Linked DNA regions of Mus musculus: regions 2, 3, 4 and 5 are each linked to region 1. Evidence: chromatin contacts called from public promoter capture Hi-C data. All regions are on one chromosome and are shown on one strand. Each heading gives the region's core, a stretch centred on a gene start, on an enhancer-like site or on the middle of the called end of the contact. The rest is flanking DNA. Distances are from core to core; before and after follow the strand shown.

Evidence for each region. Promoter capture Hi-C pulls out the DNA fragments that hold promoters and counts their contacts.
Region 2: a contact with region 1 is called in a promoter capture Hi-C map of the SN4741 cell line, with 2.8 times the contacts expected there. The contact joins the promoter of Rapgef6 here to the promoter of Slc22a21 in region 1. A contact is called at or near these places in 21 of 39 promoter capture datasets (the 3T3-L1 cell line, 3T3-L1-derived adipocytes, the SN4741 cell line and 13 more), 4 of 484 Hi-C or Micro-C datasets (cerebral cortex, cortical neurons, nephron progenitors and 1 more), 7 of 115 datasets of contacts at active chromatin or transcription factors (acute myeloid leukemia, astrocytes, epiblast stem cells and 4 more) and 2 of 9 other capture datasets (adipose tissue and embryonic stem cells).
Region 3: a promoter capture Hi-C map of the SN4741 cell line shows a contact between it and region 1, with 4 times the contacts expected there. The contact joins the promoter of Shroom1 here to the promoter of Slc22a21 in region 1. A contact is called at or near these places in 11 of 39 promoter capture datasets (the 3T3-L1 cell line, the SN4741 cell line, cranial neural crest and 6 more), 4 of 484 Hi-C or Micro-C datasets (the HPC-7 cell line, embryonic stem cells and myocytes), 1 of 115 datasets of contacts at active chromatin or transcription factors (embryonic stem cells) and 1 of 9 other capture datasets (liver).
Region 4: a promoter capture Hi-C map of pre-B cells shows a contact between it and region 1, with 3 times the contacts expected there. The contact joins the promoter of Gpx3 here to the promoter of Slc22a21 in region 1. A contact is called at or near these places in 3 of 39 promoter capture datasets (hippocampal neurons, liver and pre-B cells).
Region 5: a contact with region 1 is called in a promoter capture Hi-C map of embryonic stem cells, with 2.8 times the contacts expected there. The contact joins the promoter of Lyrm7 here to the promoter of Slc22a21 in region 1. A contact is called at or near these places in 11 of 39 promoter capture datasets (the 3T3-L1 cell line, cranial neural crest, embryonic stem cells and 6 more) and 12 of 115 datasets of contacts at active chromatin or transcription factors (the NIH/3T3 cell line, T-cell acute lymphoblastic leukemia, astrocytes and 9 more).

What each region holds. Positions count from the first base shown.
Region 1 is chr11:53,977,270-53,982,273 of GRCm38.p6, reverse strand. It overlaps Slc22a21 (solute carrier family 22 (organic cation transporter), member 21), which reads left to right and starts at 1,941. Exons shown (of 10, transcript NM_019723.3): 1 at 1,941-2,809. The coding sequence starts at 2,417. It overlaps Gm30927 (predicted gene, 30927), which reads right to left and starts at 2,243. Exons shown (of 4, transcript NR_168634.1): 1 at 1,937-2,243; 2 at 877-965; 3 at 242-314.
Region 2 is chr11:54,521,336-54,526,508 of GRCm38.p6, reverse strand. Rapgef6 (Rap guanine nucleotide exchange factor (GEF) 6) reads right to left here and starts at 3,664. Exons shown (of 29, transcript NM_001252494.1): 1 at 3,391-3,664. The coding sequence starts at 3,459.
Region 3 is chr11:53,455,398-53,461,116 of GRCm38.p6, reverse strand. Shroom1 (shroom family member 1) reads right to left here and starts at 3,912. Exons shown (of 8, transcript NM_027917.3): 1 at 3,776-3,912.
Region 4 is chr11:54,899,613-54,905,231 of GRCm38.p6, reverse strand. It overlaps Gpx3 (glutathione peroxidase 3), which reads right to left and starts at 2,378. Exons shown (of 5, transcript NM_008161.4): 1 at 2,180-2,378. The coding sequence starts at 2,266.
Region 5 is chr11:54,857,387-54,862,766 of GRCm38.p6, reverse strand. It overlaps Lyrm7 (LYR motif containing 7), which reads left to right and starts at 2,170. Exons shown (of 5, transcript NM_029327.5): 1 at 2,170-2,215. The coding sequence starts at 2,198. It overlaps Gm31490 (a long non-coding RNA gene), which reads right to left and starts at 2,953. Exons shown (of 3, transcript XR_879859.2): 1 at 2,727-2,953; 2 at 737-851; 3 at 1-18.

The DNA.
Region 1 (5,004 bases), core at 692-3,191:
CAACAGGGTAGCCACTACCTAGAAGTAGTTGCTGAGTATTTAAATGTGTACTTCACTAGATTCAACAGAAACATCCTATAAGATACACACCGAAGTCCCAAGACTTAATATGAAAGACAGGGATTGGTGATTTTTAATAAGAATCAAATGCATTTCAATACTTTCCATGCCAACTTAATAATAAAATAATAACATAGTCTTACAATTAATTCCATACTCTTTAAGGAAAAGCTTTTCTTACACAACTGGGATCCAATCCAAGGTCTGGTGCATGTGAGGCCACACCCCAGCTCTAAAGGCTTCTACTATGAGCACTGGCAGGGAGAAAGAACACAGGACAGCCACTTACATCTCAACCTCACATGTCCCTGCAAGTACCAATATGTAACGATACTTCAAATTGTTAGTTCTTTATGCAAAACTTGAATCTGACCACGTAAAATTTTTATTTACTAGATCTGGACATTTTATTAATATGGCTGTGACAATTATTGTTGTCAACTTGACAGGGTCTAGAATCACCTAAGAGAGAAACCTCTAGGTGTCTGTGAGGAAGCTTCTAGATCTCATTAGTTGGAGTGAGAAGAGTGACCCTCAGAGAGGCAGCATCTGTTCCATGGCCTTTGGTCCAGGACTAAGTAAGAGGAGAGAAAGCAAGCTGAGCACCAGCATTTCTCTCTCCTGGCTTCCTGACTGAGGCGACTGTGACAAGCTGACTCCTGCCACCCGGCCTTCCCAGAGTGACCGACTCTACCCTCTAAGCACAAGCCCAAACCTCTTCTCCCTTAAATTGCTTTTGTCTCTGTAACCAGAAAAGTTACGAATACAACAGCTACCAAGACAATTTTAATGATAATGTGCATCTGCTGTACACACCTGTTGTCCCTGCTACTAGAGAGGATGAGGCAGGTGGTCATTTGTGACCAAAGTTGCAGGTAAAGCCAGGGAAATACAGTAGGCCCCATCTAAATAAGTAAATAAATAAATAAATAAAATTATAAATGTAACTTCTCATTTCATTTGACAATATTACTTTAGAATTACACAATTGCTATTTTTATACCTTATCTTTTTAATTTTAGGAAATACTATTTGCACAAAACAATGGATTTCATTGTAAGGCTCTGTGTTTGTTTTAAGACGGGTTTCACTGTGTAGTCCTGACTGGCCTGGAACTATGTAGATCACCAGTCAGCTCCTGAATTAACTGTAAAAAATAACTAATTTGAGGGTATAATCCTAGACTAAGATCCTTAATCTTGAAGTTAAATTTTTATATTTGCTTAAGTCGATTTGATGAATAACTGAATGATTTCTTAATCTTTAAAAACATAAAGCACAGAACAGAGCCTAGAAATTGAAATTCATTGCCCACAGCCTCATGACCACAGCCTCAAAATTTGTCTCAATCTCTTAATGATTATTATAATATGACATTATGTGAGTGGGCGTTTTGATTGCATGTATGTCTGTGCACTATATGTGACAGGGGACCAGAAAAGGGGATTAGTTCCCCCGGAACTGGAGTTACCAGAAGGTTGTAAGCCTCCAATGCGTGCTGGGAATTGAACTCAGGTCCATTGAAGGAGAAGACTTTTGGTGGGATACAATCCCTTTCTGACCCATAACAAAAAGTTGAGAGGGTGTTTCATACCGAAATCCTACGCCTTTCTCCAAGTCAACACCCAGCTTGGTCACAACTTCCCCCAAAGGAGCCCTGGGGACCAGCTCGGGGTTGTGGCTTGAGAAGACCCATCCCTCCCTCTAGCAGCAGCTTCGGGGCGGGGACTACAGCGGCCCCGCCCCCAGCCCGACTCGCTCGGGGGGTGTGGCTTGAGAAGACCCGTCCCTCCCTCTAGCAGCAGCTTCGGGGCGGGGACTACAGCGGCCCCGCCCCCAGCCCGACTCGCTTGCTCTCGACTGGGAAGGACTTTACCTCAGGGCGTTCCTCAGCGAACAGCTCAGAGTAGTAGGCAAGGGACTCCTAGGCTCCCTCACACCCGCGCAGTTCTGAAGCCAGGCTCCATCCCGCTTCCGCACTGTCCAGCCAGCTCGGAGACCGGGACCAGACCCGCCTCACGTACAGGCGCGTCCAGTGCCCACTACGGATCACTCAGACTCCTGCCGCGCCCACCCCACGGTTCGCCTCAGGACTGCACGGCCGGCCTTGCAGTCTAGGCCAGACTCCGCGCGGAGTCCATCATGGCCTCACGTCCTCGGTGTCTCTGGCGCTGGCGGGGTCTGAGGCGGCGGGAGGAACTCACGAGCTTCTCCGTGTGGAAAACGTCTCCCGACGCTTTCTCGAACTCCTCTTCGACGAGTGACTGGTGCTCCGCGTGCACGGACAAACCGTGCGCCGCCCACTGCGCCCGAGTATCCTCGGATTCCCGGCGGGACGCCGTGGGCTGCCGACTCTATGCTTGACTACGACGAGGTGACCGCCTTCCTGGGCGAGTGGGGGACCTTCCAGCGCCTCATCTTCTTCCTGCTCAGCGCCAGCATCATCCCCAATGGCTTTACTGGGTTGTCAGCCGTGTTCCTGACGGCGATCCCGGAGCACCGTTGCCGGATACCAGACACCGTGAACCTGAGCAGCGCGTGGCGCAACCACAGTATCCCGATGGAGACGAAGGACGGACCAGAGGTGCCTCAGAAATGCCGCCGCTACCGACTGGCCACCATCGCCAACTTCTCTGAGCTAGGGCTGGAGCCGGGACGGGACGTGGACCTGGAGCAGCTGGAGCAGGAGAACTGCCTGGATGGCTGGGAGTACGACAAGGACATCTTCCTGTCCACCATCGTGACAGAGGTAGGTGACAGCCCCCCTGTCAGGGTCTGGTGACATCGCAGGCAATGGTTGTTCCTTAGTTTAACCACAAGCTCCCTGGTGATGAGCATCCTTTAAGAACATTTTATGAGATGACTTCTAGCCATAGTACGCCCCTCAGAGGACAAATGTCTGGCAGACCATCCGTCCATAGGGTCCCATTGAAGATAGAGTCCAGAAGGTTCTGCCCCTAGGAGATGCCCTGAGACCCTGAGTGGTGGGACTTTCTCGAGGTAGTGATGTGATTCAGAGGGGCCGGATTCAGACTTGCTCCAGAGAAGAGACCACAGGTTTTAGCCTCTGTTCAGAAAGGAAAGACTCTTTGCAGAACTTTTTAAAGTTAAAGAAACGTGTGTTCCAAACTCTCTACCCTTTCTGGAGTTATTCTTTCTTCCCTCACCTATCCTTACCCCAAAATGAAGTCTTGCCATGCCCCAGGAGAAACTGTTTTCCATTTGCCAGCGATGGATTGTTACTTCTTAAGGACCCATGTGTCTGCAGATCTATCCAGGGTGACTTGTTGGTATGGAGTCTTTTCCACAGTATTCTGGGACAAGATCACTGAAGAGGTTAGGTAAGGCATGTAAGGTTACTCTGAAGAGCGATGGAAACCTAATTCCTCATTCCCTTACACTTTATTCTTGGGTGACTTTGACATTTCTCAGTCACTCAGCTGGGGGATGTGACATGCTGTTTAATGGTGCATGTGGATGTGTTTAGTGACTTGGGCACCTGGGGTTTGTACCCACTCCTCTATCCCCATAATAGAAAAATAATCCTCATTATGTATGAGGTCAAGAGGTACTTTTTGGAGCTAGAGAGATAATTCAGTGGATAAGAGTGCTTACTGCTCAATCATAAAGAAAGACCTAATTTTAGATACAAGCCCCTTGGGGAAAAAAATGGAGGAAAGAATTAAAGAGGTTCTCATATAAAGGACCTGAGTTCAGTTTCTAGAACCCACACCAGGCAGCTTTCTACCACCTGTAACTCCAGTCTCAGATAATCCAGCACCGTCTTCTGCTCAGGACATGTAACATGCACTCACATAGACAAATACTCATACACACATTTTTTTAAAATAATATTTTGTAAAAACATGGAAAGAAAAGCCAGACACAGCAACACAGTTCAGTGAGAGACCATGTCTCAAATGAATAAAGCAGAACACCCACTGTATTCCTCTAGTCTCCATGTAGACATTCATGTCTATACACATATGCATAGACAAGTATCACACTAACATATGAATTAAATGATAAATAAAAGGTATGATTCTTTCTCTTTTAAACAACCTTAACAAGTTTTTTGTTGTTGTTTTGTTTAGTTTTGGGGGGGTTGTTTGTTTTTGTTTTTTCGAGACAGTGTTTCTCTGTGTAGTCCTGGCTGTCCTAGAACTCACTCTGTAGACCAGGCTGGCCTCGAACTCAGAAATCCATCTGCCTCTGCCTTCCAAGTGCCACCACGCCCAGCTTAAGTTGTTTTTTTTTTTAAAGATTTATTTTTACATGTATGAGTGCTTTGCATACATGTATTTGAAATAGCACATGAATGTAGTACCTGTGGAAGCCAAAAGAGGTCATGGTATCCTCTGAAAGAAAGCTTAACAGTTTGATTGAGACAGAAATGAGATGAACAGTTTGAAAATACTTGGCAGCTATATTAATATACCCTTGAGCCCAGAGAACCCGAGTTGAACACATTTCTGACTAGAAAGAAGTATAAACCTCTGGTCATAGCTGTTCTAGATTTTCAAAGTTTGGTTTTCCTCTTACAGCTCTCCAGACATGAATCTTGACTCGTGGCCAATTACACCCATCTGCTCACCAAATAGAAGCATTGATAGTTTGGGCTTCAAGTGCTTTAGTTGTATAGCTCAGTGGTCAGATGAGTACAGGAATACTAGGTTCATGGGTAAGCTTATTGTCTTAGTTGGGATTTCATTGCTGTAAAGAGACATTATGACCAAGGCAACTCTTTTAAAGGACAACATTTAATTGGGACTGACTTATAGTTTCAGAGGTTCAGTCCATTATCATCATGGCAGGAAGCACGGCAGCAGGCAAGTAGACAAGGTGCTGGAGGAGGAGCTTAGAGTGTTATATCTTGATCCAGAGGCAGCCAGAAGGAGACTCTTTCACACTGGGTGGAACTGGAGCATAGGACCTCAAAGTCCA
Region 2 (5,173 bases), core at 2,415-4,914, 540 kb before region 1:
TAGGGGGAGATGATTTGAAATTCAAACCATAATGTTGCCTATTTGTATATTTTCACATGCTTTGCACTCAGTACATATTCAAGGAAAAGGAACTAAATTAAGCTTAACACAGGAATATTATCCCCTTCCATTGTAACTTTGGTTTTTGTTTGTTTGAAACATGGTCTTATGTAGCCCAGACTGGACTGGTACTCTTAATGCTGTAGCCTCCACTTCCTAAATGCTGGTATTCCAGACATGTGTTATCATGCCTAGCTTTTAAAAATAGAATCCCCCAATCCTACCCTGAGAATTGAGCCCAAGGCTTCATATGTGACAGACAAATGCTCTACAACTAACTACACTCCTAGAACATGCACTTTTATTAACTTGGCTTCCATGATATCACTATACACTGGGTGTATGTGTCTGTTTCTGTCTCGCTTTTTGAAGATTTATTTATGTATTTTATGTATATGAGTGCTCTATATGCATATATGCCTGCATGCCACAAGAAGGCATCAGATCTCAATATAGATGGTTGTGAGCCACCATGTGGTTGGTGAGAATTGAGCTCAGGACCTCTGAAGAGCAGTGAATGCTTTTAGTCACTGAGCTCTCTCTCCAACCCCTCTGTCTCTTAATCTACCTATTTATTCTAACATTTTTTTTCTAAGACATGTCATACCCAAACACATCCATCCTCATTCATACCAGGCAGGCCTGGAATCAATGGCAATTTTCCTCCTCAGAGTCCCAGGTGCTGGGATCATAATGTGTGACCCCTATTTTCTATGTATATTCTTTATATTCCTAATTTCATATATTCTTATAACTGAAAATGTCTACATTCCAATGACTGTAAATTTTACCTCTTCTATTCTCTATACACTCTATATTGATAATTTCATAATTCTCCCAACTGAAAACAATCTACAACCCGATGACTATAAATTTTAACTCTCTAGTCCAGCCTTCTCTTAGAAACATAGCTTTTATGTGCTAAATGTTTACTCCAACATTTCTAACAGATATTTTAAATTAGACATATTGAAAACATAATTTGTGATATTACCCCCTCACAAAAATCAGCTCTGGTAAATCTCTTGTATTTCTGTTTTGTGGTGCTGAGGATGAAGTCCAGGATCTCATGACACTAGGTGTGCATTGTATCACTTCGTGACATCCAAGGCCATTTCTTTGATAACTCTTCAACTTGTCTTTGGTAACAACTTCAACACTCCATAATTTAGACCCCAAACTCTGAAACCATGTTCAATTCTTCTTTATCCTTCAGTCTATACCTAGTCTATGTTATTAACAAAGGCTCCTGGCTAAAGGTTAAAAATATTTTCAGAAGTTGATGGCTATTCAGAATCCCCATGGCTGTCATTTTAGTCTGAACTATCATCATCTCTTACCCCATTTATGCAATAGCTTCTAACTTCCTGCTCCTACCCTTGTTTCCACCTGGTCTACACTCTACATAACAGCCAGTCTTTTTGAAAATCTATCAAGACAGTTTCATTCCACTGCTTCAAAACCTTCAGATGGTAGCTCACCCATTTCACTGCAGATAAAAGTAGTTGTAGTGGTGGTGGTGGTGGTGGTGGTGGTGGTGGTGGTGGTGGTAGCAGTAGTAGTAATAACAACCCTCACATTTTACAAAGTCCTATATGCTGTGTCCTATCCTACAGCACTATCTAGGACTTCCTACCCACTCTGGCTCATTGCCCACTATTCAAGAGTTCCCTGTTAATCCTGGAATGTATGAACAGAACACTCTAATCACAGGGTCTTTGCAATGACCATTTCCTCCATTTGCATAAGCTTTCTTCCTCATAAAACTCTGCACATAATCCCATTCGTATGCATCAATAGAATGTTCATCAAGTCAGATCCTTGAGGGTCACTACCATCTTCATACAAGCAAAGTGCCGACAAGTTATGGTTCCAGGTTGCTGTGAGCTACACAGGGATACCCAGTTTCGTTCAACAAGCAAGTCAAGTTACCTAGGAAATAGCTTATTTTCCCTTTCCCCAATTCTCCTTATCCTATTATTGGAAATAGCCATTATTAGCTAGCATGTTGCATATTTATCACCTACCTTCTCAATTCCTTAATCCATCAGGATGTAAGAACTATAGGGACCTGTCTATTGTGCCCACTAAAATTTTCTAATGTACAAAATAGAGCCTTGAACAGGTTGGCAATGAATAATTACCAAATTAATATATTTATAACAGACTCTTAGGAGTCCACTACGAGAATCTTTTGACAGCAGAAACGAACTTGTGAGAATTTCATAGAACTCTTTGTCAAAATAAAGCATCACTAGCACTCTGGATAATGATTTATTAGTAACCTAAATTCTACACTCATTCAAAAATACAGCCAATGAATCCAAGCAGTTAATATTCCCTTCAACAATGTTGCTATTCCAGTAACACAAGATAAAAGTCCTCAACACAGCACACATGACCAAGCATAAGTTCCCCAACAGTTGAGAAAACGTCCTCTACTTAAAAAGACTCAATTTCAAACTAAGTAATTCGGTACCTGAAGAGAAACAAGGTTTTCCTTCATTACCTAAATAATGTTCGTAAATAAAACTTAAAATGCACATTACAATGGTAATCACCACAGAAAAGCTGATTCATAAATTATAAGTAGGAAAAAGTAGCCCCTGGAAAGGGGTGGGCAGGTGCCTTGTTACTATGCAAAGATCAAGGTTTCAGGAAGCAAGCTGGACACATCACAACTTCAATAATGGCTGTAACAAAGTCATGTCCCAGAGTGTTACCCAAAGTTTGAGACTTTCTATGCAAAGAACTCTAAGTATGAAACTCCCGTGACTAAAAATTAAAACATTTCATTTCAGTTACTGCAACTTCAAACAAGACGACTCATTGCATTTACATTGCTGTTGGGTTTTCCTTTTTTTTTTTTTTAATTTTGGTATAATACACATAGCCACTAAGATTATAGAAACGTCTTCAAACCAAGAAAACTTAACAAATAATCTTAAACTTCCCACGGAAAGTTTGAAAAAGCACCAGGGAACCACTCGACACGCATCACCCGCCACGGGACTTACTACTATCTGGCTGACGCAGAGTCTGATACGGACATTGGAAACCTGTCTTCTGGGGGCAATTGTGCAGTATCTGAGATGAACGCACAGCACACACTGGCTATGGTATGAACTGTCTCTTACACATCATTATTCCCAGCTTGTTTTTCAGCCCACCTGAGCACACACAAACTCAGAAGCCAGTCAACAGTAACGGTGCTTTCTTATCACAAGTACAAGGAAGTCCCCGGCAGGAAGCGGCAGGAAAGGTGCTCATCACCCTGCGCGGCTACGGCCAGGTCGGGGCCGAGCAGTGCTCGCCAGTGCCCGGCCTTACCTCAGGAGTCCGCTCGGGCGGCTTCTTCCTCAGTGCCTGCCGAGCGCCGGGGTCCACGGGCGAGTTCATGTCCGCAGCCACAGGCTCCCTAGCCTGCGTCTAGCTGCCCATTCTCCAGCTCCGGGTGTACGCCAGCCCCACCGGGAGGGAAATGAGAACTGTCGCAGGGTCCAAACTCAAGCAAACAAGTCTTCGCAACGCCCGCCCAGGGCCTCAGCCCACGCGCGACTGGCCAGAAAGACGCCTGCGCGGGGGCGAGACTGGCCGAGAACGCATGCGCATGCGCACGACGCGCACACTAACGCCCGCCTGGCCGTGACGTAGAGAGATGGGCGTGGAGGGGGCGGAGAATGAGCGGCTTGGCTTTTCTTCGCGAGACTCCGCCTCGGTTACAGGATTGTAGTTTCCGCATACCCAGCTTCCGGTTGAGGTTCCGGAAATGCTACGAGGGCGTCGCCAAAAATAGACTATCGGGTAGAGCTGTGGGTAAGATGCTTTGGTTTAGCGCTCGAGTCCGGAAACCGCGGGGCTCTTATGGCCCCGCGGAAATCGAGGCTGCCATTCAGCAAGCGGGGAAGCCCACGCACCGCTCCGCAAGCCACGGATCTCGGGGCAGTACTCGCGCACCTAGCCCACCGCAACCTTGTGGCGTATTCTACGCGACTTTAAAAAACAAAAACAAACCACGAAATCGATAGTGAAAGCTGCCTCAAAAAAAAAAAAAAAAAGAAGAAGAAAAAAAAAGAGAGAAAGAAAAAAGCGTTTTGAAGACTAGAGCTATAGTTCAGAGTAGCCTGCTGGTCTAGCGTGCACCAGATTGTCTTGGCTTCTGTGTGCAGAATTTTAGGATTTTCCTTTAAAGGGTTTAATGACCAAAAAGCCTCAGGTGGACTAAGGAACTCCTGATTCGAAAGTTGACAGATAACACCTGTGGGCTGTCAGAATCCTTGCCTTCTGAGAAGATCAGCATGCCAACTTGGTATTTATTTAGCACTTTGAGACTGTAGGGGAACCGACCCGCAGGTGAAATCTTATATCCCAGAGGTTTTTTCCCGTCCTATAGAACTTCAGGCCCTCTGCACCACCTGTGCAGCTTCCACTCCCGTGGAGAAACTGGTGTCACTTGTTCTGATTAAAGGACAGAACTTCTGTGGAGGTAGATCTGCCCTTTTATTTCCACTTGCCTCCATCCTAATCTAACAACCTTGACTAAAATCTGGGCAGTGAGAGTGAGTGGGTGGGGGCTGCTTTAACCTAAGCAGTGCTCAGAGCAAACCTCTCCACTCCGTTTTGTATTGAATTTTACATTCTAGTCTCTAACAAAATAAAGACAGCTTCAGTTTTGTTACTTGTCCTTTGGAACAAGAAAAGCTGCAAAAACTGATTGTTATTATTCCTGTTATGATAAAAGTAACCCTAGGTTTATTTTGGCCCCCAGATTGAGCCAGAAGTAACAGGAGCTGTCAATCAATGGACATGAGTGCTGGGAACTTAACTCAGGCCCTCTCCGAGGGCACTGCTTGCTCATAAACCACAGAGACATCTCTGCAGCCTATTGTTTAGGTTTTTTTTTTTTTAATGTTTCTATTGTGTGTGGCATGTACCTCTGTGCTCATGGAAACATCTTATAGGAGAGTGTTTTTTCTTTCACTATCTGGGTCCCGAGGAATGAAACCCAGATTATCTTGGTAGCAAGTGCCTTTTCCTGCCATGCCATGGCGACAGGGGTGTTAAGTAGCTGTTCATTTTGTCCACAGTCAGGTAATAGCACATGATGAATCCT
Region 3 (5,719 bases), core at 2,663-5,162, 520 kb after region 1:
GTTATCGGATGTGTGTGGTATATGCACAGGTGTGTACATTGGAAGCCAGAGGTGGATGTCTAATATCTTCCTCTGCCTCTTTTCACTTTTTTTTTTTTTTTTTTTTTGAGAAAGGGTCTCTCAATTATGTAGCCTTGACTGTCCTGGAACTTTTTAAGTAAACCAGGATGGGCTTGAACACTCAGAGATCCACTTTCCTCTACCTCCCAAGTGCCAGGATTAAAGACATACACCACCAAGCTTGGTTTACCCTACTTTTTTGTAACAGGCTCTTTGTTTTGCTTTGTCTTTTTTTCTTTCTCTAAACAGGGTTTCTCTGTGTTGCCCTGGCTGTCCTAGAACTCACTCTGTAGGCCAGGCTGGCCTCGTTAAAGGTGTGTGCCACCACTGCCTGGCTGAGACAGGCTCTTTTACTGAACATCATTTAGCTAGGCTAACTGGCCAATGAGTTTCAAGAATTCCCCTGTCTCTTCTCCTCCCCCCTACCCAGCAACAGCACCCTACTCTTCACTTGGGTGCAGGGGAGTCAAGGTTAGGTCTGCATGTTCATACAGCAGGTGACTTACTAACTCAGCCAGCTCTCCAACTCCTCTCTTCCTAATCTTTGTAAACCCAGATCATGGGCTGGCATATGTCATTCGTGCCTGGCCACGTTGGCATGCCAGAAAAGTAGAGGTGATGAAGTACAAAGATATGTCCTCAAAGGAGGCTTTGAGGCTGGAGACATGACTCAGTGGGTAAAATGGCTGCCAAGACTCAACGTGAGTCTGATCCTGGAGACCATAGGAGAGGAAGAACCAATCCAACATGTTCACTGGCTCTGAGTCATGAGTGTCTTCTCTCTCTCTCTCTCTCTCTCTCTCTCTCTCTCTCTCTCTCTCTCTCTCTTTTCTACACCCACAAATAAATAAGAAAAATATTAAAAAAAATAAATCATGAAAATCTATATTAGTGAGTTTCTGTGTCCAGCATGACCAAGGCATGAATGACCAGATAAAATCTGCTTAAGATGGCTGGAGAGATGTGCCAAGAGCACTTGCTATGATAGATATGATGGTACACACTTTTAATCCCAGCACTTGGAGAACAGGGGCAGGAGGAGTTCTATGAATTTGAGGTCAGCCTGGTCCACATAGCAAGTTCCAGCCAAGGCCTGTCTCAAAAATCAAACAAGCAAACAAACAGAATCCGAACTTGCTGCTTTTGCATGGGACCCAAATCTGGCTCCCCAGCATCCACATCTGTCAATCCCCATCTGACAAATATCTGTAACTTGAGTTCCAGGGGATCCCATGCCTTCTTCTGTCTTCCAAGGGCACTTGACATGCGCGTGGTACACACATACATGAAGGCAAAACACACCCATACACATAAAAATTTTTTTAAAAAACATAAAAATAAACCTTAAAAGCAAAAACAGCTTAAGAGACAGAAAGGTGACTCACTGGGCAGGGCTGTCCACTGCACAGGCCCGACAACTTGAGTATGATCTCCAGGATCCATATACGAAGTCAGATTCAGGGGCTGGACCTACGATGGCCCAGCAGTTAAGAGCACTGACTACTCTTACCATGCACCTAACTTTGGTTCCCAGCATCCACACAGCTCATAACCAACTGCGTGCGACTCTAGTTCCAAATGATCCAACACCCTCCGAAGGCTATTGTATGTGATTGACATAAAATAGAATACATGCTTTTCAAAAGTCAGATGCTGTCGTCACATCAGTAATCTCAGCCTACCTACAGTGAGATGGGAGGTAGAAACAAGAGAGTCAGCTGGAAGCTTGAGGACCAGATACCTCAAATATACTTCCTAGCAGCGGAAACAAGAGAGACCTTGACGCATTGTGAATATGCTTGGCCCAGGGAGTGGCTATCAGAAGAGTAGGCATGGCCCTGCTGGAGTAGGTGTGGCCCTGCTGGTGTAGGTGTGGCCTTGTTGGAGTGGGCGTGTCACTGTGGGTGTGGGCAATAAGACCCTCAGCCTAGCTGCCTGGGAGTCAGTATTCTGCTAGCAGCCTTCAAGTGAAGATGTAGAACTCTCAGCTCCTCCTTCACCATGCCTGCCTGGATGCTGCCATGTTCCTGCCTTGGTGATAATGGACAGAACCTCTGAACCTGTAACCCAGCCCCAATTAAATGTTGTCCTTATAAGAGTTGCCTTGGTCACGGTGTCTGTTCACAGCAGTAAAACCCTAACTAAGACATTCACCATGTGGAAGGTGACAATGGACTCCTGAAAGTTCCCCTCTGATGTCCATAACACGCTGTGACACTCATGCTTATACTAACACACACACACATTAAAGTCATTAATGAAAACGCCAATTTATAATGAGCCATTAAACACGTACATATATCTGTTTTCTTATTGCCCCTAACTTATCTAAGGGGTGCTATTACATGGGGTCTCTGTCCATGCAGGATTCCCATATTGTGCCCTTTGTAGGGCTTGCTGTGCCACCAGGGCCTTGGAGCCTCAGGACAAACAACACAGAATTTTGACATTTGTCCCCGGAGCGGGGATTGCAGTAGAGTCTGCTAGAAAAATAGGCTGGGATCCTGGCTGTGGAGGAAGGTACTTGTTACCTGACAAAGGAATAAGGGGGCTCGGGGCTCAGAACTAGGGCTCTTGAGGGTGGAAACACCAGACCTGAAGGATGAAGCTGGCACTGGGGGCTGAATCTCGAGTGAAGGTGGACCCAGGCAAGCAACCAGACGTGGGACTTCAGGCAAGGTTTGTTGGGAAATTTGATAAAGACAATTTTCAGTGGGCAAAACCAGACCAAGGCAACACATGTAAGTCCAGGTCAGGGAACAGGAGAGGCACTGGAGAAAAGTCAAGCTCCGAGCTAATCGGGAATGAAACAGTCCTCTCAAGGGCCACCTCCCATCTGTCTTCCTGTGAGGACCTGTGCAGGCCTTTCCTTGCCTCCAGCCTTCCCTCAGTACCTGGAGGGCTGTTAACTGCACTCCCTGACTCTCCTTAGAGTCAGAGGTTCAGGGTTCAATGCTCAGATCTTAAATCCTAGCATTCCAGGCTAGGTCTGATGGGTGAGCTTTCAGGCAAACTCCTTGGTTCTCTTTTCTAGTCTCCAAAGCTATGGGTGACATTGCACCCCTGTGAGACATCTATTTTACAACATAGTAGCTGGTTATACAGTCTCTGCTGGTCTTGGGCAGACTCTGTGAGACGCAGGTTCCAGGAGGTGTAGAAAAAGCAGAGGGTGAATGACACCTAGGTAAAGATGGTCACTGCCATGGGTACAGCACATACCCCAGGGCAAAAGCTAAGCCCTGGGGACCACAAGGGGCAGCAGAACCACACAAAGAGGTGAGGAAAGAGGCGCTTGGAACACTAGGAGAGCGGGTGGCCTCTGATCAGTGCATTTCTAGGCCTTTTCAGTGGGGTTCACGGTCCGGGAAGATCGGGGGATTGGGAGGGACCCGGATTCTCCAGCAATCGAAGCTCAAGAACAGAGGGTCCTGAGACGGACGCCACTGTGTACATTGCGTCCCTGCAACAGCTGGGCCACCTGGACAGCTCTGTCCCCTGCCAGGCCTGGCCGAGAGTAAAGGTGCGCAGGGGCCCGATTCCACTGGCGCGGCCGGTCTGGACTCCGGGTCGGAAGGTCCAGACAGAATGACGGTCAGTCAGGCTGCTTCGCGGCCACCGCTGTCGCCGCCCCGACCCTCCCGTCCTTGTCTCCCTTTTGGGAAGCAGATCTGTGGACCACGCGCTGTGTGTCCCCTCACCCGGTCCCGCTGCGTACCTGTGGCTCCAGCCCGAGACGCACTTCAGGGCGCCGGCGATCCCTCAGTGACATCCGAGCCCTGGGCTCCAGCTCCCGACGCCACCTCCAGTCTCCGGCCGCAGCAGGGGAGGCGCCACCTCCGGCCGAGGAGGGGCCGGAGTCTGGAGTGGCGGCAGGGCTGCGGGAGCCGCGCCCCTTCCTCTTGCGATTCTGTACGTGGCCCTAGTCCCCGGCCCTGGACCTCTAACCACCGCAGAGAACTCGAGCCGGAGGGCGATCGAAATCCTCCAAGCACTGCCGGATCCGCAGGCAAGACTTATGGACCAGCAGGCTCCTCAGTGCGGAGGTCAAACCCTCCCGGAGGCAACAAAGGCTCACCTTCCTTTCTTCTTCTTCTTTTAACCTTTAAAAAAATTACATTTATTTATTTACTTAATAATTTGGGAAGTAAGTAATGGGGGAAGCTCCCTTGTGGAGAAGTCGGTACTTTTCTTCCACCCTGTGGAGTACTAGATTCCAACTGTGAAGATCTGGTTTGGTGACATGAACATTTATCCACTGGACCATCTCTCCCGGCCGGTTCTCTTAAACTCCACGATGAAAACAGATGTGCCTGGAGTTCCTGCCTCATGCTCTCTCTCCCTCTGAGTGTGCTTTAGATGGCTGGCTACCTGATCAACTCTGCTCTTCAGACCCACATTTCCAAAACCATGCCACCTACTGGACTCTTTCCACAGGCTCTCCTCTCCTGTCTTTGTCTCCTCGCTTCCCATAGCTCCCTCCACCAGACCCACACCGAACGGAGCCCTGAACTTATGTGCTCGAATCTGCTACTAGGAGTGGGGTCTTCACCTTTTGGTAAAGACTTTGAACTCCTAAACTCCCGTCTGTACATCCTGAGTGCTGGAGTCTTTTTTTCAGCTCAGATGACCGGTGCCACCTGGTCCTCATTCTCTGTGTGTGTGGTGTATGCATGTGTACCTCTCGAGATTGGGTCTTTTCTTTTCTTTTTCTTTTTTTTTTTTTTTTCCGTTTTTGATTTTTCAAGACAGGGTTTCTCTGTATAGCCCTGGCTATCCTGGAACTTACTTTGTAGACCAGGCTGGCCTCAAACTCAGAAATCCGCCTGTCTCTGCCTCCCAAGTGTTGGGATCAAAGGTGTGCGCCAACACTGCCCAGATACTATTGGGTATTTTATTCTATCATTTCTACACCTTATTTTTTGAAACAAGGTCTCACACAGAAGTCATCAATTTGGCTAGACTAGCTGGCCAGCCAACTCCATGAGTCTGCCTACACACACACACACACACACACACACACACACACACACACACACACACACACCACATGTCCCCTGCACTGGGTAACAATGTAAGCTGTGGCACCTAGCTTTTCCCTTAGCTACTGCAGACCCAAGCTCAGCTCCTCATGTTTGAGTGGCAAGCACTTTGCCCACTGCCCCACTGCCCATTCGTCTCATGGTCAGCAAGCTCTGTGACTCCAACTCTGTAAAAGTCTGTCCATTTGAGGACTCTGGAGAACTTGCCCAAGTCTCAGAAAGCACAGAGCCACAGAAGAGGAGAGACATCTAGATTCTCATTTTTATGTAAGTCTCCTTACATAGCCTAGGCTGGCCTGAATCTAGAGTTTCAGACAGCTGCCACATGGAAGCTGGGAACCAAACCTAGATCCTCTATTGGGATAGCAAGTGTTCCTAACCATTCAGTTGTCTCTCCAGTCTACCATATACAAATGAAAGAGACAGAGACAGAGACAGAGACAGAGACAGAGTCAGAGACAGAGACAGAGACAGAGACAGGCAGAGGGAGGGGGTTGGTGAGAGGGAGAGAGAAACTAGTTGCAAAAGCAACGGTTTGAGAAAAGTCACTCAGTATCCCAGATGGAATCATTTGCCCATTCTGTGGACTGTGTTTATGTTTTGTGTGTGTCCGATCTGAT
Region 4 (5,619 bases), core at 1,129-3,628, 920 kb before region 1:
TTTTTCATGGATGCTGGGGATTTGAACTCAGATCCTCTTGCTTCCATAACAATGATTTTACTCATCGAATTGTCATCCCAACACTCAAAATGACTTTGAGAAACTACTGACAGATGAAAACAGGCTTGGGCCAGCAGGACATGGAGATTACCTGCAGCAAGGGCCAAAGGCCTGGAAGGGTCATAGTACAGAGAGGCCTTAATTGTGTGCTAGCTGCCCTAAGAAATGAATAATGGCAACTGCCATGCTTTCTATGGGAGGAGAATAGGGCTCATGCTGGGGGCCCAGGCTAGCATAGGTCGGAGGGTGGTCTTGATAAATGAGCCATAGATTATACTCACCAATTGAGTCCCCAACCCCACCCCCACCCCCAGCTTCCTTCCTCTGGGTTCATAGAATCCCATAGCCCTATTCCTCCACCAGGGAGGCCAGAGAAGAGTACTGAAAGGGAACGAGGAACAAAAGGGGTGGGGCTGGGGGGGAATACACTGAGCTAAGCTTCCTGGATGCCTAGGGCTACTACTGGTCCATGTCTTCCCTATTCCATCTTCCTACACCCATTGGTGAGATGTTGGGAGCATGACAGGTCTGAGAGGTTGGAGATGGCAGCTGGACCCAGCTGGGCCTCTGGCAGTGTGTGACCATCCCTCCCCCTTCTCAGGATTCCAGCCTGTCAACTGTAAGATGGAGTGGGATTCAGGTCCACTTAAGGCCTTTCAGCCTTGACGTCAGCCTGTGCTCCCATGATGCTCTCTGCCTTGTGCAGTCAGTCACCTAGAAACCAGTGGTTACTAGGATGCCACGTCAGCAGCTGGTAGTCCACAGCTATGCAAAGCCTTCTGCAGCTGTAACCTGGACCAGACAGAGGCTTTCCCTGTCCTTGCCCCTCCCTTTGAGTGTAGAGGACATCTTTCAGTGGCTTTATCACACTGGGTCTGCACACGTCCCCTCCCTGTTCCCTTGTTCTGAAGTTGGATCCAGGCAAGCAGTTGAATCCCAGAAGCCAGAGCTGTAATGTGTTAACTCCAAGGACCTGGGAGCTCAGATGGGCATGCCTGGGCTGTGAGGAGCCAGAAGCTTCAGCTAGTTATGAGATAAGATAACACCACACCCTAAGACTTTTCTAGACTGCTCTCTCTCTTCCCTCTGAACTCACCCATCTCTCCTTCATTCTATGGACAGCACAAGGCCAGTGTGCTTTCCTGCAGCCTCCTCAGGACAGGATTCAACCCCCAACCCAAGCAGTTCCCACACTAAAGGCACAGGGCTAGTGCCCCCGTCCACCCCCACCCCATCTCCACACCACACCCCCTAATCAATCTCTCTCTCTCTCTCTCTCTCTCTCTCTCTCTCTCGGACATACAAGATCTTAGAAGGAAGACCCTGAGGATTTTAGAAACTCAAAGCTAGAGCCTACCCAGTTTTGTGCCCACGCATGCAAGTGTGCAGGGGTGCATGGTGTGCATGGTGTGTGTGAAGTTGGGGACCACAGTCTCTTTCTTTGGGTTCATGCTTTCTGCATTCTCACCCTAGGGAAGAGGAGAGGCCTACAGAGCCCACCCAGCACAGGCCTGACCAAGAAGATAAGCATGCCGGGGCATCTGCCCTCAGGCTCGCCATTTCTATTCCAGTTCAGGGTACCACAGCTAGACTAGGAGAGATGAAGCTCCAGAAGACTTCCTGGCCTGGGTTGGCTTCTCTAGCTACAGTGTCTGCTCCATGCATGGCAGGCCAGTGAACTGTGAATAGGGAAAGCAACTGCAGGGTTCCATAGCCTTCCAGCCATCCTCTCCAGCTACGCCCTGCTGATGGAGAAACTGAGGCCCAGAAAGGGATGCGCCCCCAAATAAAAATTCTTCCTGTCACAGATCTCTGCCTCCAGCGCCCTGGGATGAGTGAAGAAACCATCGGCCCACCCTCTTCCCCGGCAATTTTTTTTCAGGATTGTGGCCACCAGCGACCCCAAGATGACAGTGGAAGAAAATGTATAAACTCGGGAAAGACTGCCCTCCTGGGTTAGTACTGCCCTCTGAAGCACGCGGGTCTGTGTTGGAAGAGCGCAGAGACCGAGGGTTACAAGTGAGGCTCTCGGTGCCTCTGGGGAAGCAGTGGCTCTCCCAGTCGCGCAGTGGACACCTGGGTGCCATGGACTCTTCTTGAGCTCCGGAGGTTCACTCACCTTAGACTTCTCTTGTCCCCGGCCCGGCGGAACAAACCCGGCCAGGAGCAGGGACAGAAGGCAGGATGCCCGGAGGATCCGGGCCATGGCGGGCTGGGGCGCGTCTTGGGGTGGCCACCGTCCGTCTGAGGTGTCCGAAGCGCTCAGCCACATTTCAAGCCATCCACTGTGGCCAATCCGCAGCCAGGCGGGGGCTTCCTAGCCAATGGCAACGCGGTTAAGATTTAAAGGGCAAGACATACCCGCCCCTTTTTCCTCCTCTCCCCAGACCGGGGCGACGGTGACACAAGCCTAGGAGGAAGAGAAGGGGGCCCGGCTGCCTGGGAAGAACAGGAGATGGGCGCGGCCAAGGTTCTAGACAACACCCAGGACACAGCTTTTTTCCCCAAGCTCTGAAAACCTAGGGCCCCGAGGACTTAACATAGAACCCGTTAGTGCAAATAATAAGCACTGTGTGAGCCAGGTGTAGAGACTCACGCCTGTAATCGCAGAATCCAAAAAGCTGAAACAGGAGGATTGCGTAGGTTCAGTGCAATCTGCAGCCTTAGCTACAGACTGAGACCCTGCGCCAACTGGGAATGTAGCTTAGTGGTACAGCACTTGACCAGCTCGCATGAGGCCATAGGTTTATTCAATCCCCAGCATCAGCAAGCTAGAGGGATCTGTGAACGTGATTTTAAATTCAGCCTTCTCGGTTAGGTTGTGGGTGACAGCTCAGGAGAGTAGGAACCAGAAAATACACCACCACCACCTTTTTTTTAAATTAGCACATAAAAATTATGTGTCTATCTCTGTGGTCTTAAACTCATTATTTCCCTTCTCTGAGCCTCAGTTTCCTCTACTATAATGATGGGATTGGTTAATGAGCTCTAAGGTCTCCCAGGCTCTGACTATGTGATTTGCTTCTAAGCAGTAGGCCTAGTCCAGGAGTCTCTTGAGTGTACACAACAGGTGTTTAAATATTTGTTGAATCAATCATTAAATCATCAGATTTGTTTGTGCTTTCATATAAGGTCAGGCCAGGCATCTCTAGATTGAGAGCTTCCAGGCTTAATCCGGTCTGCAATAGAGGTTTGGTGCATCCTGCCTTGCTACCACAGTGGGCTGGAGAGCTGTTAGGACAGTCTTGGGCTGCACATCAGAACCACTGTGTTGAGCCTCTGCCTTCAGACTCATTGCAGAAGGGATTCGAAGGCCCCTGACCCCAGTCTTGGTTGTGTGAGTCCTAGATTAGGTGGCCTTCTGAAAAGTTCCTGACTCAGAGATGCCTCGAAGTACCATGCTTTTACTATGATTCAGGGAGTTAATGTGACCCGTGGAATTTGAAATTTTCTGCACTCATAAGGCCTGGCTCTATGGTGGGGCTGGTGAGATGGCTCAGCAGGTAAAAGCCCTCACAAGGCTGTGTAATAAAAGGGCTTGCAACTGATGACTTGAGTTTAATCTCCAGAACCAAGGGTGCAAGGAAGGAACGAACTGGTTTCTGAGAGTTGACTTCTAACCTCCAGCACAACAATAATAAATAAATGGATAAACTCATTGTGTTGAAGTAGAAAGAACCTGGAGACCAGGAAGCCCTTATACCATGGAGGCATGTGACTAGCTGACACAGTAGGTTTTTAATTGATATCACTATTCTAAAACCTTAAGTTCCTGAGGCCTAGCAACCTTGCAGTCCTTTATGAAAATTCCTGCAGTAAATTTGTGGCAGATAACCTACCAGAAGACAGTCTCTGGTCCATGTTGTTCTGTTGCCCTTTTTTTCTGTATCCTCTGGGAGTGACCCACTCACAATACTCAGGCTTTGGGTTTTGAATGACTGTGTCCATGAGCAGTGCTTGGTTGCATTGGTTTTGGTTTGGTTTGGTTTGGTTTTGTCAATTTGACACAAACTGGAGTCATCTGGGAAGAAGGAGCCACAGTTGAGGATTGCCTCTATCAGACTGGCCTGTGGGAGCATTTTCTTGATTGATAATTGATGTGGAAGAATCCAGGCCACTATGGGTGGTCTTCATGTGTATAAGAAAGCAAACTGCTGCTTGGATGTAGTGGCACAGCCTTTAATCCCAGCGCTTGGGAGACAGAGGAAAAAGTAAGTACATCTCTGTGAGTTCAAGGCCAGCCTGGTCTACAAAACAAGTTCAGGGACAGCCACAGCTACACAGAAAAACCCTGTTTCAAAACAAACAAGGGAGGGGGGGAGGAAAAAGGAAAGAAAGAAAGCTTTTGCATTCTACACAGAGGAGGCATGAGTCCCAAGGATTCTGCGGTGGCTAAGGAGGCTGAGATTGTGGGTGGCAAGTTCAAGACCAATCTGAGGAGCAAGCTCCAGGTCAGGCTCTACTATACATTGCAAGACCCTCTTACAAAAACAAAACGGGGGAACAAAGAAGCTTCCCCTCAAATAACCAATAGCTTGAACTACAAAGTAAAACTTTATATAAAACAAAAATGCCTTCCTTAAATTCAACCAGGCAAAGAGATGAGCCTGAAAGCTGGTGGCATAACCTGTGACCCCATTACTTGGGGCACTGTGTGGAGGATGACAAGTTCAAGGTCAGCCTGGGTAACTTAGTGCATGGTGGCACATGCCTTTAATCCCAGCACTTGGGAGGCAGAGGCAGGCGGATTTCTGAGTTCGAGGCCAGCCTGGTCTACAAAAAAAAAAAAAAAAAAAAAAAAAAAAAGAAAGAAAGAAAGAAAGAAAGAAAGAAAAAGAAAAAGAAAGATACAATGGGGGAATGTAGCTCAGTGTGCAGAGTGCTTGCCCCACACCACTGAGCCCTGAGACCCAGCTCCAGCACCACATAAATGGCAGGAGATCATATGCTCGAGACCAGCCTGAGCCTGTCTGAAGAGGAGGAGGAGGAGGAGGAGGAGGAGGAGGAGGAGGAGGAGGAGGAGGAGGAGGAGGAGGAGGGAGGCATAAACAATTGGATTAGATGTGAAGGTTCACACCTGTAATCCCAGCACCTGGGAGGAGGCTGAAGCAGAAGAATTACTGCATGAGGCCAACCTGGTCTGCGGAGAGAGTTCCAGGACAGTCCTGTATACAGTGAGAGCCTGTCTAGAGGACAGAGACATTGAGGGGGGACAGAGACAGAGAGAGAGAGAGAGACAGGGGGGTGGGCAACCTCTGAAGCTGATCTGGTAGGTTTGTTCCTGAGAGATGATCTCCACGGGGCAGCTTCCATTTGTCCTCGGGTTAAAGTTCAAATTCTTTTCAGTGACTCAGAACCTGCCACTTCATCTTCTGGCCTCTCTTCCAGTTCTGTCTTGCTCAGATGGACAGAACGGTTTCAGGTCCCAGCCTATAGCTCAGCCTCACCTGCAGCCTTTCTCTGTTGGCTCCTATCTGCCCCACCACCCACCTCCCCTCTTTACCTAATTTCCTTCTGCCAGGTCAGGACTCTGCTAACATCACTTTCTGAGCACTGCTC
Region 5 (5,380 bases), core at 921-3,420, 880 kb before region 1:
CCTTCATCTCTGGAACAGCTGAAGAAACTATCATGTTGGCTTAAGACTCACTTCTGATCTCATTTGGGCACTGTAGAACTATGTTTTAAAATTTTATCTATTATATGTATACAATTGCATGACATTATGGGCACCACAGGCATGTAGGAGCCAACGGAGGCCAGAAGAGAGTACTGGATCTCCCAAAACTGGAGTTACAGCCTGTTGTGAGCTGCTGTGAAGGTGCTAGGAATCCAACTCCAGTCCCCTGCTGATCAGTAAGTGCTGTTAAGCACTGAACCATCTCTTCAGCCACAGGATCCATATTTTTAAATAACATAGAAGGGTTTTCATTAACTTTCTAATCAGAAGTTATTATTACAAATTACTTTTTTTTTTTAAGAAATTGATCTATAGTACTACAGAAGCCACCACAGTATAAGATCATCTAATTGATTATTGTTTTGGATGAAAGACAATAGCCACTACACTTGATTTCATTGGTTCTATTAAAAGCACTTCTGCAGCCGAGCAGTGGTGGCGCACGCCTTTAATCCCAGCACTGGGGAGGCAGAGGCAGGCAGATTTTTGAGTTGGAGGCCAGCCTGGTCTACAGAGTGAGCTCCAGGACAGCCAGGGCTACACAGAGAAACCTTGTCCTGAAATAAATAAATAAATAAATAAATAAATAAATAAATAAAACCTCAATAAGAAATTTTTAGTGAGATTTTATTTTTATGAGTGTATGAGTGTTTACCTGGATGTGTATGTATACCGTGTCCTTGGAGGCCAGAAGGTGTCAGATCCCCTGGGACTGGAGTTCAGGCAGTTGTTAGCTGCCATATGGGTGTTGGGAAATAATCTCAGGTCCTCTGGAAAGAACAGCAGTGTTCTTAGGCTTTGGGCCAGCTCTCCAGCCATCAATAACAATTTTTAAAAGTTGACAATTATCTTTGTGTTCTTATATAAGACTCCCTAGGCATGGTATTTCACATTTGTAATCCCAGCCTTGGGGAGGTAGAGATGGGAAGATCTCTGAGACCAGGACAGCCAGTCTAGCCTAACCAGTGAGTTCTGGGCCAATTCTAGGTTTTGAACAAGGTAGAAAGCATTCCTGAGGACGAGTACAGGTTTGGTGGTGACAACTTTTATTCCAGCACTCCAGAGGCAGCAGATCTCAAAGTTTGAGGCCAGCCTGATCTATATAACAAGTTCCACACCAGACAGGGTTACTGTGACACCCTGTCTCAAAAGCAGAATTTTTTTTTCCTTTTTGTTTTTTGATTGACACAGAGTCTCATATAGTCTAGACCAGGGCTGTCCTTGAATTCTTGATGCTCCTGACTTTACCTTCCAAATACTGGGTTTTCAAGTATATCCCACCACACTCAGCTTAATCAAAGATTAAGAATCTTTGATTCTTAATAAACAGTCAGTTTTACCTAAAAGTAGCCTAAAATGTTACAGGAATGTTGAACGCAAATGATTGCGGAACAGGAGCAAGGTGGAAATTTTTATCCATGCCTGCAAGTACTAAGTTAAAATGTATATAAATGTTTTATGGTTATTACTATGAAGCTTCTAATAAATTATTTCCTACCTCAGCAAAACCAAAGAACGGGGCAAGATAAGTAGGGCAATAATGCAGAAGGTGAGGAGGCTCTGGGATCAAGGGTGTGAACTTGAGCAGGCAACTCAACCGCACCTTTGGGGGGAATAATTAAGAGAATGTACAAACAGAACGTTCTGGAGTCAGCGTTCTGATATGTATGGGCTGTGGTTGTTAGGACTTAGCTTTTGTTTGCTTACGTTCCCAAGGAGACAGTCACAGCCCGGAAACCTTATAATATAGACACTTAAGAGACGCCCACGCCCTTAAACAAGAGATAAAAAACGAGCAGGTTCCGAGGCCACCCAGTAACAAACAGTGTGCGCGAGCGGCACGCTAGGCGCGGCGGAGTGAAGTCTGCCCCTAACAAACATGGCTTCTCAGCTACTTCCGTCCTCCTGTCCGTAATTTGGCACCGCGGCTTCTCGCGTTTTTATACTTAGCTCTGCTTAGCAAACGCCTGAACTTCCTCCTGCGGGGAAGGCGGGCTAGGAAGGACATGTTGCATTCTGATTGGTTGCTATGCGGAGCGTCGCCAGCTGTGCCCCGGCCCTGATTGGTTGCCAAGAGGGGGCGCCCTCAGAGGCGGAGTCAGCGGCGTGGGGAGCCATGGGTCAGCCCGCCAAGGTGACAGGGCCGGGAGGAGGGTGCAGGGATGCTGAGGCTCAAGACCCCGGCAAGGGAGGGAGGCGACCCCGAGGGGGGCTGAGAGTGTAAGAGGGTGACAACCTTCAGGGGCAATGAGTGGTAGAGGGTGACAATTTTGAGGGCAGTGAGGAGAGACGACCCTATGGACCGTGAATGGAGGAGGTTGATAGCCATGTGGAAGAGTGAATGATGAGGGAGACAACCTGGAGGGGCTGCAGTGGAGAAGGGGGGGACAGTGAGTGAGGAGGGAGTGGATCTCGAGGGGCGCGGAGCGGAGGAGGGTGACAGCCACACGAGACAATGAATGAGGAGGATGGCTGATCCATGAAAGGTAGTGAATAGAGGAGACTGATGACCATAAACCGACCACCTATGCCTTAATAAAGAAGTTCCATAGTAGGAAGACTATAAACAACTAATAAAATCGTAAGAAGTGCTTCAAATTAATAAACAGCATGTTTTGTGAACCTATAAATAGGATTTAACTTACCTAGAGGAATACAGAAATCTCTAGTGGGCGAGAGGCAGCATTGCTGAGCCTACTTGTTGATGGCAAGCCCAGGCAACATAGATCTTGTCTCGAAATTTAAGAATCACGGGGACTTATAGGCAGACACCTGAAGTTTGATTAAGAATTAGGAGGGGCTGGCCTCAGACTTGTAGCTCACACCGGCGGCCAATTCTCAGCAATCTTCATGCTAAGTGCTGGGAATCTGACTCCCGAGCCACTACGCCCAGCTACTTTTTGCGTTTGAAAAGAAGTTTCTTAGTAGGGCTGAGGTTGTATTTAACTTTTAAGTTGGAGCCCTTAGCATTTTCAAGGCATTGGCTTCCATGCCCAACAGTGCATAAATAATAAGTAAAAAGATATGATTAGCTACAATGTAATGCCGGTTCTAGTAGATTTGTGGTAATGAAGATCACATTTTCTTTTAAAATAACTTTTTCAACTATTTTATTTGCAAGGCATGTATGTCTGTGCACCATGTGCATGTCTGGTACTCACAGAGGCCAGAAGAGGGTGTCAGATTCCTTGGAACCGAAGTTACAGGAGGTTGTCAGCTGCAGTATGGCTGATGGGAAGAGCCTGGTTCCTTTGTGAGAGCAGCCAGTGCTTTAACCTCAGAGCCATCTCTCCAGCCCCCATTTTCTTTTTATTAGGATAATGGTCTTAAGCTAGTGGTGCTGTTTTTATATTAATGGACACCCCCACTCCCCAGGAAGTACTATATAAAATTACTCCGATTACTATCCTTTAGTGTTCCACACTGCAGACTTCCTATGGTCTTAAACTTTGGGATCAAGTGATCCTCCCTTCTCCACTTTCTAAGATGCAGGGACATCTAGACACCTAGTCTCGTGTGTGTGTGTGTGTGTGTGTGTGTGTGCGCGCGCGTGTGCGTGTGCGCGCGCGTGTGCTAGTGTGCTTCTGCCTGCCTGCCTATCTGTCTCTTTTTTGTTTGTCTTTTTTTTTTTTTTTTTTTTTTTTCGAGACAGGGTTTCTCTGTATAGCCCTGGCTGTCCTGGAACTCACTTTGTAGACCAGGCTGGCCTCAAACTCAGAAATCTGCCTGCCTCTGCCTCCCGAGTGCTGGGCCTATATGTCTCTTTACCTCTTGCTTAATTTATATTTTATTGTGTAGTGCTGAGAAATGAACTCAGGACCCACTACATTTCAAGCACAGTCTATGTGGTGCCTTTTAAAATTCATATTCCTGGGCTGGAGAGATGGCTCAGCGGTTAAAAGCACTGGCTACTCTTCCAGAGGTCCTGAGTTCAAGTCCCAGCAACCACATGGTGGCTCACAACCATTGTAATGGGATCTGATGCCCTCTTCTGGTGTGTCTGAAGACAGCTACAGTGTACTTATATAAATAAATAAATAAATCTTTTTTTAATCCATATTTCTATCAACAGTCTCTGCCAGGCAATGGGCTCTTATTGCTGAGCACTTTAGAAAAAAACTCCTTTCTCTACACATCACTCAATTCCAAAGCCACCCCCACATGTTTAGGTTGTTATTGTTCCCCATTCCCCCATACCAAGTCTGTTAGTTTCCCGTGATTGGCTAAGCATCCAAAAAAGGAAAAAAAATGGAAATCTGAAATCTTATTTTTTCCATTTCCATGTGTGTACTAATGTGTGCCCATATGCATGTGTATGACGGCTTCTGCTGTTCTCTTACCTCATGTGTCGAGGCAGGGTGACTCAATTAGACCCAGAGCTCTCCACTGTGAGCACAGCTAGTCATCTGCCCTGTATTTTCGTGGGTTCTGAGGATCCAAACTGGTCTTTACCCTTACAGAACAAGCATTGTAACCACTGAGCCATCACCCTAGCCCTAAATCTAAAGTTGATTTTCTATCTATCTATCTATCTATTGTTTTTAATTTTATGTGCATTGTTGTTGTGCTTGCATTCATGCCTGTGTGAGGATGTCAGATCCCCTGGAACTGCAGTTACAGATAGTTGTGAGCTGCTATGTTGGTGCTGGGCATTGAACCCAGGTCCTCTGGAAGAGGAACCTGTGCTCTTAACCGCTGAGCCATCTCTCCAGCTTTCAGATATGCATATGTGTCTTAGGTTCCATCCTGTTTCCCTCCCCGCCAGTTTCTTAGCTATTCTCACCACTATTCCTTTTCAGTTTCATGTATTATCACAATGTCAGGCTTGTGGGCACTCCTGTCCCTGTCCCCACCCCGACTCCCACAAATTCAGGATGCTGAGAAGTCTTGGCATTCCTTCCACTTTTCATTTCAGAAATTGCAGTTAGGTTTCTCTGAGCTATCTGAAACATCTTCCCGGGCTCTTAGGATAGAATACATTCCTGATTGTGAGTGGAGGAGTCAAGAGAAGATGAAAGGGGGTAGGTTGAGAGAGAGCTAGAAACCTATGCAGACTGGCCGAGTCCACCACCTTCCCACACTAAGTTCTTGTCAGGATGATCATTGAGGCTTTTGTTTTGTTTTGAGAGTTGTTGAAACAGGCTCTCAAGAAGCCCAGGTTGGCCTTGAACTCACCACATAGCAGAGGCTGACACTGAGCTGATCCCCCTGCCTCCACCTCATGAGTACTGGATTGACAGATATGAACCACCACACCACTTAGAAGATTCGTATTTTATTTTATTTTATTTTTTTGACT